Linked DNA regions of Gasterosteus aculeatus: region 1 is linked to region 2. A link is a contact called in public Hi-C data. All regions are on one chromosome and are shown on one strand. Each heading gives the region's core, a stretch centred on a gene start, on an enhancer-like site or on the middle of the called end of the contact. The rest is flanking DNA. Distances are from core to core; before and after follow the strand shown.

What was found. Hi-C and Micro-C count contacts between places; a contact is called where the count stands out from the background.
Region 1: a contact with region 2 is called in a Hi-C map of tail fin, with 3 times the contacts expected there. The contact joins the promoter of nt5m here to the promoter of rab26 in region 2. A contact is called at or near these places in 2 of 6 Hi-C or Micro-C datasets (tail fin and whole body).

Annotation. Positions count from the first base shown.
Region 1 is chr5:5,641,917-5,648,095 of fGasAcu3.hap1.1, reverse strand. It overlaps nt5m (5',3'-nucleotidase, mitochondrial), which reads left to right and starts at 2,617. Exons shown (of 5, transcript XM_040176332.2): 1 at 2,617-3,624; 2 at 4,130-4,230; 3 at 5,038-5,098; 4 at 5,222-5,336; 5 at 6,047-6,179. The coding sequence starts at 3,340.
Region 2 is chr5:5,468,096-5,474,303 of fGasAcu3.hap1.1, reverse strand. It overlaps rab26 (RAB26, member RAS oncogene family), which reads right to left and starts at 4,419. Exons shown (of 9, transcript XM_040176431.2): 1 at 3,944-4,419; 2 at 2,431-2,541. The coding sequence starts at 4,120.

The DNA.
Region 1 (6,179 bases), core at 1,368-3,867, 180 kb before region 2:
ACCAATATGATAAAGACACTAGCCCCCCTCCCCCCTCCACCCTGACCTCTACTTACTGTTAATCACTCTCAGTCAGTCAGTCAGTCTAATTCTCCTCCCCTCTCCCTCTCTTCCTCACCACCATTCCCTTCCTCACCCTCTCACCCTCCCTCCCTCTATCTACACCCCCCCACCCCACCCAATGCAATAGGTGCGCCGTTGCCGTGGTTACTCGTAAACACGCTGCAGTATCTCTGTGTGTGACTCACAGCTGCTTCTATGACGTGATTAGTGGAGTCACATGACGCAGCTATGCTTTCTGTCAACAGACCAATATGATAAAGACACTCGCCCCCCCTCCCCCCTCCCCCCTCCACCCTGACCTCTTCTCACTGTTAATCACTCAGTCAGTCAGTATGTCTATTTCTCCTCCTCTCCCTCTATCTCTTCCTCACCACCCCTCCCTTCCTCACCCTCTCACCCTCCCTCCCTCTATCTACACCCCCCCAACCCACCCAATCCAATAATTTCAAAATAAAAGCCACATGGAGGGAATTTTTACTGTAATGTTTGTGATGAGGCCTATTAATTAAAAACTTCTTAGTTTGAATAACAAACATTCTGTCTCCCACTACGAATATTACTCGTACTTCTAGTACTACAACTGATACTTCTACTACCATACTACTAGTATTTCTACTGCTATTAATACTACAACTACTACTAATGTTATTACAAATACGACTATGGCTAATAGTATTACAGCTGTTTCTACTGCTATTGATACTAAACCTACTATTACTGCTAGTACTACTAATACCACAATTATAACTAATACTACTACTAATATTACTACAAACAATTTTAAACAAATTTAAGCTCCTGCAACTTCTGTTTTTAGAAAATCTATTGAAATTCAGCTTCCCCACTTCCTGTATTTTCAGCAGTTCTTTAAAATAATTTCAGCTATTCTTATGCCTCTATCAACAGCAATTTTTTAATATTCATTTCTGTATTTTTTTGCAATATTTCAAATTTATTTCAGCTGTTTTCATTTCTGCTTTTTCAGCAAATCTATTGAAATTCCTTTCAGCTTCTCCCATTTCTGTATTTTCAGCAATTTCAAATTCATTTCAGCTTTTCAAATATCTGTCATTTCAGCAAATGTATTCAAATTCCCTTCAACTTTCTGTATTTTCAGCTATTTTCAAATATTCAGTGCAGCTTTCAGCTTTTTGCATTCCAACGCATTTTCAGCAGGAAATGCCTTTTCTAGTATTTCTTTATATTTCGATAGAAGATAATGAGTCAAAAAAGAATGTAAAGACGGGATCTTCTTTTGTGTTGTATTTCAACTCTTAGCTTTGTTAAATGCTGCACTTCATCTTCCACACTGCCAATTTTGAAATTAAAATATTATGTTTTCCTGCTGTGCTGGTCTTCACTTTTTGGCATTAACACTTATTCAGCAAAGCCATTGGAAATTTCAATATTTTCAGAAATTGAACTTAATTTCATCTTTGAGCTTGCTGGTAAATTGTCATTTTTATATCATGAGCATTTTTTTTTAAATTCATTTCAGTTTTTCGGCTTGTTGGTACATTTTCGGATTTCTGTATTTTCAGCCGTTTTTGAAATTCATTTTAGCTATTTTTTGCAAGATTTCACATTTATTTCAGCTGTTTTCATTTCTGCTTTTTCAGCAAATCTATTGAAATTCCTTTCAGCTTCTCCCATTTCTGTATTTTCAGCAATTTCAAATTGATTTCAGCTTTTCTAATATCTGTAATTTCAGATGTATTCAAATTCCCTTCAACTTTCTGTATTTTCAGCTATTTTCAAATATTCAGTGCAGCTTTCAGCTTTTTGCATTCCAACGCATTTTCAGCAGGAAATGCCTTTTCTAGTTTTATTTTAAGGACTTTTTAACCCATAGTTCTTGTCACAGGTAGACTTCAACGTGCTGCAGTTGTCTAGTTCTGAATACAGTTCCTCCTTGAAGGAAAAGGAAAATACAGGAACTGACGTATAATTTACCGTGTTTTAGCAAAGATGTTATAAGCTGTAAGAGCTCCTGCCTAACAGACTTTTAAGCATCATCTAATAGAACTGGATATCCAAGCTTCGTGTACTTGAAAAATACAACTATTGCAAGTAATTTTGTGATTGTCTAAATTTCAGTTTGAGTATTCATCCACGCATCCGTCTCCAAATTGTTGATATTGTTCCGTGCTCATACCCAAGAGCTTGTTTAGAGCATTAAGACACAATAGAGAATAACAATTTTAAAAGTTCTTAATTATTATCTGACTGTCGTTACAATTCAGAAGAGATGTTCTGACAGGTAATGTAAATGTAGTAGATAATACCAGCACCCTTATTCATTGGTGGCCCTCACGCCTTAACTATTTATTAAGCCTTTCAATATGGCTGCGTATTAGGTTCATCACCTTTTATAAACCTAATATGAATTTGATTATTTTTGAAGATACTTGTTGCAGGCTTAGTAGATATGGTATTGTTGGTTTTGCTGTACCACTATATCTACCATTAGCAAATCTTCCATTAAAAAAAATCACACCAAGTGTGATTCTGTGGCAAATGAAATGTCTGGAACATCTCTCTGATGGTGAGCAAACAAAAGAAAGAAAAAACAGCTCAAATGTATACAATTGTACATATCGTGGACAGCTTTCTTTTTGGTCACATACAGGCATAAATATCCTACAACTATAATAATAACAATAACGGTTTTGGGAGGACGTTTTCTTTCTTTATTAATTCTAAATTAGCAATCTGCACTGCAAATTGTGCCAAAAGTGGTTTTCATACAAAATAACGGAGTGAGCCATCCATCTCTTACAAAGATCTTTGCTGGTAGTACAGTTCGTCCTCGCCGCTCGGCCTCTCTCGGTGGCGCAGTACTAATCGTGTACTAACGTTTCCCGTGTTTCGCTCAGGTAGCTCCAGCAGCCGGGCGCCACCGGGGCCGTGGTGGGATTGAGCGCGGTGTTGATTTCGCCCGGGCAGTAAATACACACTGACAAAACAGCTCACATTACACTGTCCAAAGGCACGTCACCGCTGACTGTCTGCTGCTGTGCGGCTAACGCTAGCTAGCGGCTGTTAGCATCAACGGCTGACTGAATGAATAAAGTTAAGCCGACAAGTTAGCGAAACATTTCCCGAAACGACGCAAATAACCACACACGGCGAATGCAAAGTGTGTGAAAAAACACCCGCCGCGGTATTCGGACAGCTTCCGAGCTTTCCCATGCGGACTCTGGCCACCGCGTTTATCGTCGTTGGGAGAGGGCTTAGCGGCGAGGACAGCGGCGACCGCTCACTCGAGAGGCGGCCATGATTTCCCTGTTCGCCGCTTCACGCCTGCTCGGAAGAGGGAAAACTCGTGATCCTTTTAAGAGGATTTGCGTAAACATGTCGTCGTCGTCCTCCTCTTCCTCCTCTCGCTCGGGTAAGAGACTGCGGGTTCTGGTGGACATGGACGGGGTGCTGGCGGACTTCGAGGGGGGGTTCTTGAAGAAGTACCGGGCCCGGTACCCGGACGACCCCCACATCCCCCTGGAGGACAGGAGAGGGTTCTGGGTGTCCACGCAGTACGGCCAGCTGAGGAGCGACCTGTGTGTAAGTGACGTGTTGTACGCGTGTCTCATATTGTGCTCTTATGGATAATGGGTCCCCCACATGTGGGCCAGACCCCCCCCCCCCCCCCCCCCCGGCTGGCTCCCCAGGGTTCCCTGTCAGATAGTTAGTTAATTAATAAACGACATGTACACACTGTGAATGATTGACAGCGGCTCTCACTCTGTTGAGGTTGCAGTTGAAGGTTGATATTGATAACCAACATATGCACCAATTCAGTGCACCTGCACAGTGTATTCCAACCACTTTTGTATATAGTTCATGAATTTTAGTCAATATCTGAGGGGACGTATTTCTGACTGGTGACATATCCTTCAGATAAAATAGCAGTGTCATCGTAAACCGTGGTCTGCGTACAAGGTCCGTGTTGAACTCGAACACACGCGAAGAAATGCCACACAAATGTCTTTCCCAGTTACTGCGGTGTCATACATGCATACACCTCATCAATAAGCTACACACTGCTTTTCTTCTTCTGTTACTCCAGGAGAAGGCCATCAGCATCTGGCAGTCCAAGGACTTCTTCATAGAGCTGGAGCCGCTGCCAGGAGGGGTGGAGGCGCTCAAGGAGATGGCCAAGATGGACGAGTAGGTTGTGGAGATGCACGTTCCCTCACGTGACGTGGCCACAGGTCTGGTGGCTGCTTGACGTAACGGTAACGTGCAACGTTGTTGTCTCAGCAACTCGACGATGGCAATGACTCACGTGTGCGAGCTCACGGTGGGGGGGCGATCGACGTGAGGAGTTTGTGCCTTAAACTGCATAAATTCACAAGCAGTTTGAGGGGAGGAAAACAGGAGAATAGCAATCTGGGAACAGCTCTGGATTTGAATACGTACGGAGTTTTAACAAGGTAATAAATAATTGCAGAGAAACTAGTGAGTAAGAAACACGGCTTTACGATCTTGACTTTGGAACAAATATGAGACTCTTCATTAGAGTATTTCACCTCCTGGCATTTAACATTCGCAGTCGACCATATTGCGGTGCCACTTGAACCTCATCTCTGATTTGGACAAACATTGTCTCCTTTTCATCTTGACCCACGACTTCTTGGATTCACTTGAGTCGGCGTGGGGGGAAACTCCGCGTAGCATTCTCAGAAGCACTCAACACAATGGAAGAACCTCCCAAATTAGCCCTCATAGTTATGAAACTGTGTGTTTACATTTCCTCCCCTGGTGGAAATGAATGGCTCTGTTTTACCGCCCGTGTCTGAGTGAGTGCGTTTTCTTATCAGTGAAATCTGATCTCTTGTTCTTCACCCCTCTTGTTTTCCTTCCAGCGAGGTGTCCCACCGACTGTCTCCAAACTAGCTATTGCCTCCATCTGTCATCATTTAGATGATATAATTATCGGAAAAATGTACCTATGTTGTCCCTTTCTCTCTGCAGGACAGATGTCTTTCTTTGCACCAGCCCAATAAAACATTACGAACACTGCCCATATGAGAAGGTAGGCCCTCTGCCAATCCACATGGATTCTGCTCCCTTTGGAAATTACAGCTGTGTCCTTTTTCCAATTAGATCTCATTTGTTGTGTGTGTGTGTGTGTGTGTGTGTGCGTGCGTGTTTGCAGTATGCATGGGTGGAGAAGCATTTGGGTCATGACTTTCTGGAGCAGGTCATCCTGACCAGAGACAAGACGGTGATCACCGGAGACCTCCTCATAGACGACAAGCCTGACATTTTAGGTGAGGACTGTTTGTGTTCGGCCCGTCACAACCCGAAAAACTCCAACACGATCCAAATGAACATACATACGAATTCTGTGTAACAATTATATTACCCCAGATGGTAGTGACGACAATGCAACTCCCATTTCAATAGCTGAACATTTGCTAAGCTTCGGCCCTACAGTACGTACGTACTATGGTACGTAGGCCCCGCTTGGTTACACATGTCTTTTGCGTGGGACTAATGTCCTCCAATTGTGACGCTTTTACCGTCAAGTCCGTCCGCTCTGAGGAATCGGACTCTCGCTTTGAGCTCCCCTTCAGAGCCCTGGTAGAAACCTGGTCCCAAGGCCAGCTGTACAATCATTTCAGTGTATATATTGTACATGTATGTACATACAGAAAGACAATCTGCAACAACAGCAGATTTAAAGTATGAAACTGTGTCGAACATTTAAAAAGGAATAAAGAAAGAAAGAAGGAGAAGAAACCCGAATGCGCGCGGCTTGCATCACCCCGTCCCCGTAGTGTCACGTGGGTGTTGTTATTTTTTTCATGCGTCTTCTTCGGTGCCTCTTTCACACCTTTCGAAGACAGCTGCCGCAGCGCCGTTAGTCAGGATCTGCCGCGGCCGTCTAAAGCGGTGGCGTGTGGACGCCTCACGCACAGGAGCACGCGCGGTTTGCTAGGGATGTGATTGTTTGTGCTTCACGTGTGCCCCCGATCAGGCGTGGAGCCGGAACCGTCGTGGGAGCACATCCTGTTCACCGCCTGCCACAACAGGCACCTCGGCGTCAGCCCCTCCCAGAGGCGGCTCCTGTCATGGGCCGACGACTGGAGGGCCGTCCTGGACAGCAAGAG
Region 2 (6,208 bases), core at 3,170-5,669:
GGCATAACGCGAATCAAGCCATGTTCAAAGTTATATCAAAATCGAGATTCCATTCCACATTGAATTGTCACGTGCAGACTCTATTTAACTGAGGTCCCCTGTGTGTGTGTGTGTGTGTGTGTGTGTGTGTGTGTGTGTGTGTGTGTGTGTGTGTGTGTGTGTGTCATACAGGGACGACCTGTGATGTGAACTTGCCTATGGAAGTGCATCCTGCAGCCTGAATAAAATAACACCAACAAAAAACACTGCACTACCTGCTGCCATGAGAGAGACCACGCCTCGTTTTACCATCGAAACCTGCCGGGCCCGAATGAAAAACATGTTTTCTTTAAAACAATCTCAAAAACTGAATGGGTCAAGCAGTCATTGACATTTTCTCATCTTTACAAAAGATGATGTCTATACACCTCCATCAGAAAAAAGTAACCAGGACAAAGGTTAAAATGTGATACAGCAATGAAATCATTTTACTCCATTGTTATCCAATTCCTGTCAACTTGTTATGATCCATGGCATGATAATTGTGTTTCACCGAGTTCTCTCTATCTAGCAACGATGGATTTGCTTCCTCGTCAGTGCAGGACTTTTATATCGCTGTGAAATTCAAGGCCAAGAGAGTCAAATGGGAGAGGAGCGAAAAACTGCCCAAAATGCTTTAGGCTCAGAGGGATTAGACAAATCGGTAACAACTCCAATTTGCTGCTGACACAATGTAAGCGAAGGGAGTGAAAACAACGGCGTCGGTCAGCACAGCAACAGAACATTATTTTAATAATAATAATATTTTTTTTTAAAAACACCATTATTGTCACCTTCTGGAGAGGCATTTGCCAAATATGTCCTTAGTACACGACACAGGTATTGTGAGGATTAAATAGACTGTCGCTGTACTGGTGTGCAGATTGGGTGCAGCACTGGTTAGTTTATTTTATGGTAAGTCCAACAGTTTCATATTCATCATACATACATGAAACAAGAATGAATTGTCTCCTATTACTTAATAAGTACAACTTTCATATAAGGGTCATCATAAAAGATAGAGAAAATGCCAAAGAAAGCTTGTGATTACAGTTTTGTATGATGTGGCTGGGAAATGACCAAATAAATTATTCATCGGAAAAATCTGCTGATACGGTCACCTTTCAGTATGGTACCAGGGAAATGTACTGGAGGAGTGGTAATGAGGAAAGAAACAAGACAAGGCAGCCCCACATCATACTTTTTACAGACTTCCACTGAGCTCGAAGTATTTTGGTCCCGATGCTGACAAATATATACATTTTATAATATCTCATATATATATATATATAAATAAATATGACAAAGCTCCCTTGCTTCGTACATCTTGCTTCTTGTACTTGTACCTTGACCATTTGCTGCTTATGGGACTGGCTTCCCGGTTGAGGAATCTGGTTGACTGACAAGCAAACCACCGGACCTGGGATCCTGTTGCGGTAACAACGCTGCGGAACTTCCTATTTTTTCTACGGATGTCAGTTAACACACACGCATCAACGGCGCGTTTTCAGAGTTGACATCCTGGAGTTGAAGCTCTTTTTACTCGTCACTCGTTCAGCAGGAAGTGTTGTGGATGGAGAGACAGGGTCTCCTACGGGAAAAAGGGGTTTCCCAAACAGCTTTGGAGCAACCACAGAGGAAAAGACTTGGATCGCTGCCTCTGGTCCACGGCTGTGACATTAAAAGTGAAGATGTTGTCTTTTTAACCGCCACTGTAAACCCTGGCTTGAATTTGCCCACAGGGCACAATAAGCAGAGAGTGGGAAAGCCATTGGCAGGAAGAAAGGGTTTTGCAGCGTACAGACTTTGAAAGCTTAGCTGTGGCATGACACGTCTTTGAAAGCTTAGCTTTCAAAGACGTGTCATGGTGGTCACGATCAATCTTAAAACTCAAAATAGTGCAAAAAAAGGAAGCTTTTGATCTCAAACTGCAGCGATTTAACACTATTGAGACTGATCTAGACTCCAAGTTTGAATTTAGGCTACCATCTTTCTTCAGCCTGCTTCTGATAGGAATTATCAGACTGGTACGACCATGTTAAAAATATGGGTGTGCTGTGTAAATGCCCCATGTCTGATCATAGCCAACAGTTACCAGGACTATCTGGGAGCGCACTAATGCCCCCTGATACAGGTAAATATGATGATGAGGAAACACTGCTCATATGGAGACATTTTGGAGGGCTGTTATTTTGAATGTCCTGATATTGTTTGAATAACACTACAGGGAAGCCTGCTACCATTTTAAAGTGAAAATGTTGACTGTAAATCTAATCTTTGATCATTGTATGTACATTTTATTGATTTATTGTTGATAAACTGATCACAAACAATGGCGACTGGAGCAGTGAGGATGAGAACATCCCACCGAGTTACAGCTTGGTTTTGTACTCTGGGCTTGCGTGTGCTTACCCTGAAGTCGATGCCCACAGTGGAGATGAAGCTGCCGGCTAGAAAGGCTCCATCTTTGAAGCGAACCAGCAGGCAGGTCTTCCCAACACCAGAATCCCCCACCAGCATCACCTGAGGGGGACACAGACGGACGAGACATAGTCAGATGTTGAAGTCAAATGTGTGTGTGCCTGCGTGTGTGTGCGTTTGCTTCCCTTTCCCTTCCATCTGACGACAGAAAACTCTCTTTTGTGCCTCTTGATGCGTACAGCATCATCCGATATACGCTCTGATATGGAACTTCAAAAGCGTTGGACTCTCTGGAACACATGACACTGAACTGTGGTGTGTGTGTGTGTGTTACAAAAGCCATAGAGGGGCAAAGAGCAGTGGCGTAGACAGGCCCGAAGAGCAGGAGCTGTTGTTAATCAGGGCGCAGAATGAAAGCTTCCATCCGCAGGATGATAATTTGCATATGCTCAACGCATTAGCATCAGAGTCGCACGGACACTTTTTTTATTTCTTTGTGTCGCTGCTCCAAATAATGATTAATTATCAGCTCATTAGTTCGGTTTCAATCATGTCTGGACATAAACAATAAAAAGAGAAAATGTAAGAGTAAATATTTCCCAGTTTTTTGAAAATCAAAAAGATCTTTTTTAATGGCAGCAAAAATATGATTTTATAAAAACATTAAAAAAAAAAGGTGGGTATTTTTCTTTAGCATTCTACCAAATAAAAGATGGCTATTTAAAGTCCTGAAAATGTGGAGTGTGGAGAACAAGCCAGTTGTTTTGTCATTATGTCCAATGCTACAAAACACAAAACGCCCACTTATCTCATAAATAACAGACCATCTCATTTTGTTATTCTGCTGGATTGTAGTTGTGGTGCACGTAATGCTGCACTTGTTTCAAGCTGTTACCAAACCTTTGCATTTGCAGGCACCTAATATTATATAATACAGTTTTGTGATTGAACAAAACAATCTGCACCAGCATTCATTTTGGGACAATGCAATCAGTGCAAAATAATGGTGAAATTGTACACATGCAAAAGGCACATTTATGGAAGAAAATCTCCACCAAGAACCGCAGAGATTAAAATATATGCATAAGAGAGAGAAAACATGCATGCCACATTATAAACATTTCAAAGTCAAAATATAAGACAAATTTGAACGTAAGAGCGTTCGTTTGGTGAGTAAAAAATGTAAAATGCCCACCATGTTAATTAAGCGCAACAAAACAATATTAGCAGAAACTTTCAGTCACTTATTGTCATTACTTTTTTTTTTTACATCAAACTTTGGCATTATCTTTACTTGATCGCAAACGTCCACCAACTGTTCACAAAACTAACGCCCCTTGCTTGAATCATCTTCATTTTCAATGTGCTTAATTCACGGAGACGACTCTGCGAAACGTTTCAACCCTTAAAAAGCGCGAACTGTACGGAGCAGATGTCCTCGCACTAATTGAACGCACGCGCGTGGAACCGCTCACTCAATTAAGCACGCGCTGCCCGCGCTCACCTTGAAGGCGATGTCGTAGAACTCCCCGCTGTTGCTGATGGACGGTCTGCTGGGATAAACCAGTCCGGAAGACGGAGCGGCGGCGGCGGCCAGACCTTTGGCCGTCCTCCCGCCGCCCGGCGACGCCTTGGGGCTCCTGGAGCTCCCTTTGCCTTTCGCCGCCTTCTTCCTGGACATGGCTGCGACGACCCGTTCGGCTGCGAGCGGTTCAGAGGAGGACAGTTTTGAAACGCACGAAAGGGCTCCTTTTCCTCGCGGAGTTGTGGTCGAGGCGAAATAAGTTCACCTGTGCGTCAAAATCATGGCTGTGCGTAAAGCGGAGACGGGCAGATACTGGCTCGAGCGCGAAACAGCTGTTGTCCCGGTGGTGCGGCTGGATGACAACGTAAACAGCCCTCGCTCCTCCCTCCCTCGTGCTGTGATGTTGGGAGCGCGTGGAGGCTTGATGGTTTCAGTGGGTTTCTATGGGGAAAGTCCACCCTAAACCGGAAATGATGTACTTTTCTAACAATGTTGACTCCCAAAAATAATTGCTGTCCCTTCTAAGCTTGGAACGACAGACGGATGAGGGAACATTTCTGATGCCACAGTTGTGATCATGATGATCAACGATTCGTAGACACTGTTTTAATTACTCTTGTTCCAAATAGTTATTAGCTGAATCACCATAATGGTTTTATAATGACATGTCTGCCATCTGGTATTTACATCTCCATCACTGCTCAATCCTTTAAGTAAAAACTCAGTTATACAGTGTAATATGAATCAAATGTAAATTGTTATTTTAGGGTGGATTTTTCTTTTAAAAGCTCAGGCTTGTGCGCCCGCTTGTATTGGGAAACTGACATTTTGAAATTAAATTATCCATTACTCTGGTCCCCAAATTTTCAGACTGCCCCCTCGGGCCGTTTGGGTAACGCTGGACAAGTACACCAGCCGTTCAGTAGACGTACTGTAAAATTAGGACCTTTTTAGAGCAGTCCGGAGTGTGTCTGGACAGGTCAGCCTCCGGGTTTCTGTTTTACACCGTAAATGGACTACTTGTAGCGCTGATCTAGTCTGCAACGTGATTTTAACACTCAATGCCATTTACGCATTCATACGCTGCTTGCCTGGCCCCTCTTGCAATTCGGGGTCAGGTGTCTTACCCCGACACATCGGGATGGACTAGATCTGACCGCTATTGTTCTGATTGAGGGATGACCCACTCTACGTTGTGAGCCACAGTTGTCATTGAAGAATGTGGAATTCAAAGTTGCTCTCAAAACTAATCATATCCTCAATCAAATTAACCCAGAAAAAAAAGTCAGTTGTGAAGGTACATGTATTAAGTTAGACATGGCCACAGGCCAAGTACTGCTACCATGGGAGTCAAAGTATAAGAAAGCCTGATGACACATTTGTGCTGATGAAAAACAGGAAAAAATTATGACGCAGGCAAACTTCCCTTTTTTTACATCTTGTCAGGCCAAATTTGCACCTTTTTTTTCCGAGAGAGAGAAAACAAGTCTATTTTACTCATTTTTACAAGACAAGTGTAAAATGCATTAAATTGTCTTAAACAAAACATCAAGAATAGAGCCAAAAAATGACATTGATCAAAAGGCACACTTCTATTTCATTCTGCAGGTATTTGCAGGATACGAGGCTGGAGTACCCAGAGAAAACACACGCATCTGTTGCATATTAACATCTCTCATGGCAAATTCCAGGCTTCACATCAATAGGTAACATCTGTTACTTCTTCTTCTACTACTTCTGTCATGACATGGAACGTTTTTTGGAAGTATTTTTTTTTTCACCATTATTGGGTGACTCAACCTTCACCTCACTGTGGTACAAGGGTGAAGACTAGGTGGCCAGAAACAGAAACATGACCGCGTGAACTGTAGGGAGAAGATGTCCTCGCGTAGATGTTTACTGGCTATCAGTAGCTAGTAAACAAGGGGAAGGCTGAGCAGGAAGTTACGCATTTCGTGCAAAAAATGGCAACAGTGCCCTCAGACGTAACGGTGTAACAGAAGGTAGGACGCTGTCTGTCTGGACGGCGTTATCAGCGGTGACCCCCGTCTGCGGTGCAGAACGGTGGCTGTGAGCAGGCCGGAGGGGCGGGTTTACTCACACTGAAAAAGAAAAAGGCTCTGCATGCTGACTATGTAAACGAAACCCAGAGCAGCTTCGATTACAACACATACAGAGGGCGTGTGCTCTAATAACCCACATTGTTCCTCTGGACAGAGAGAGACCGCCAATGCCATCTAATGG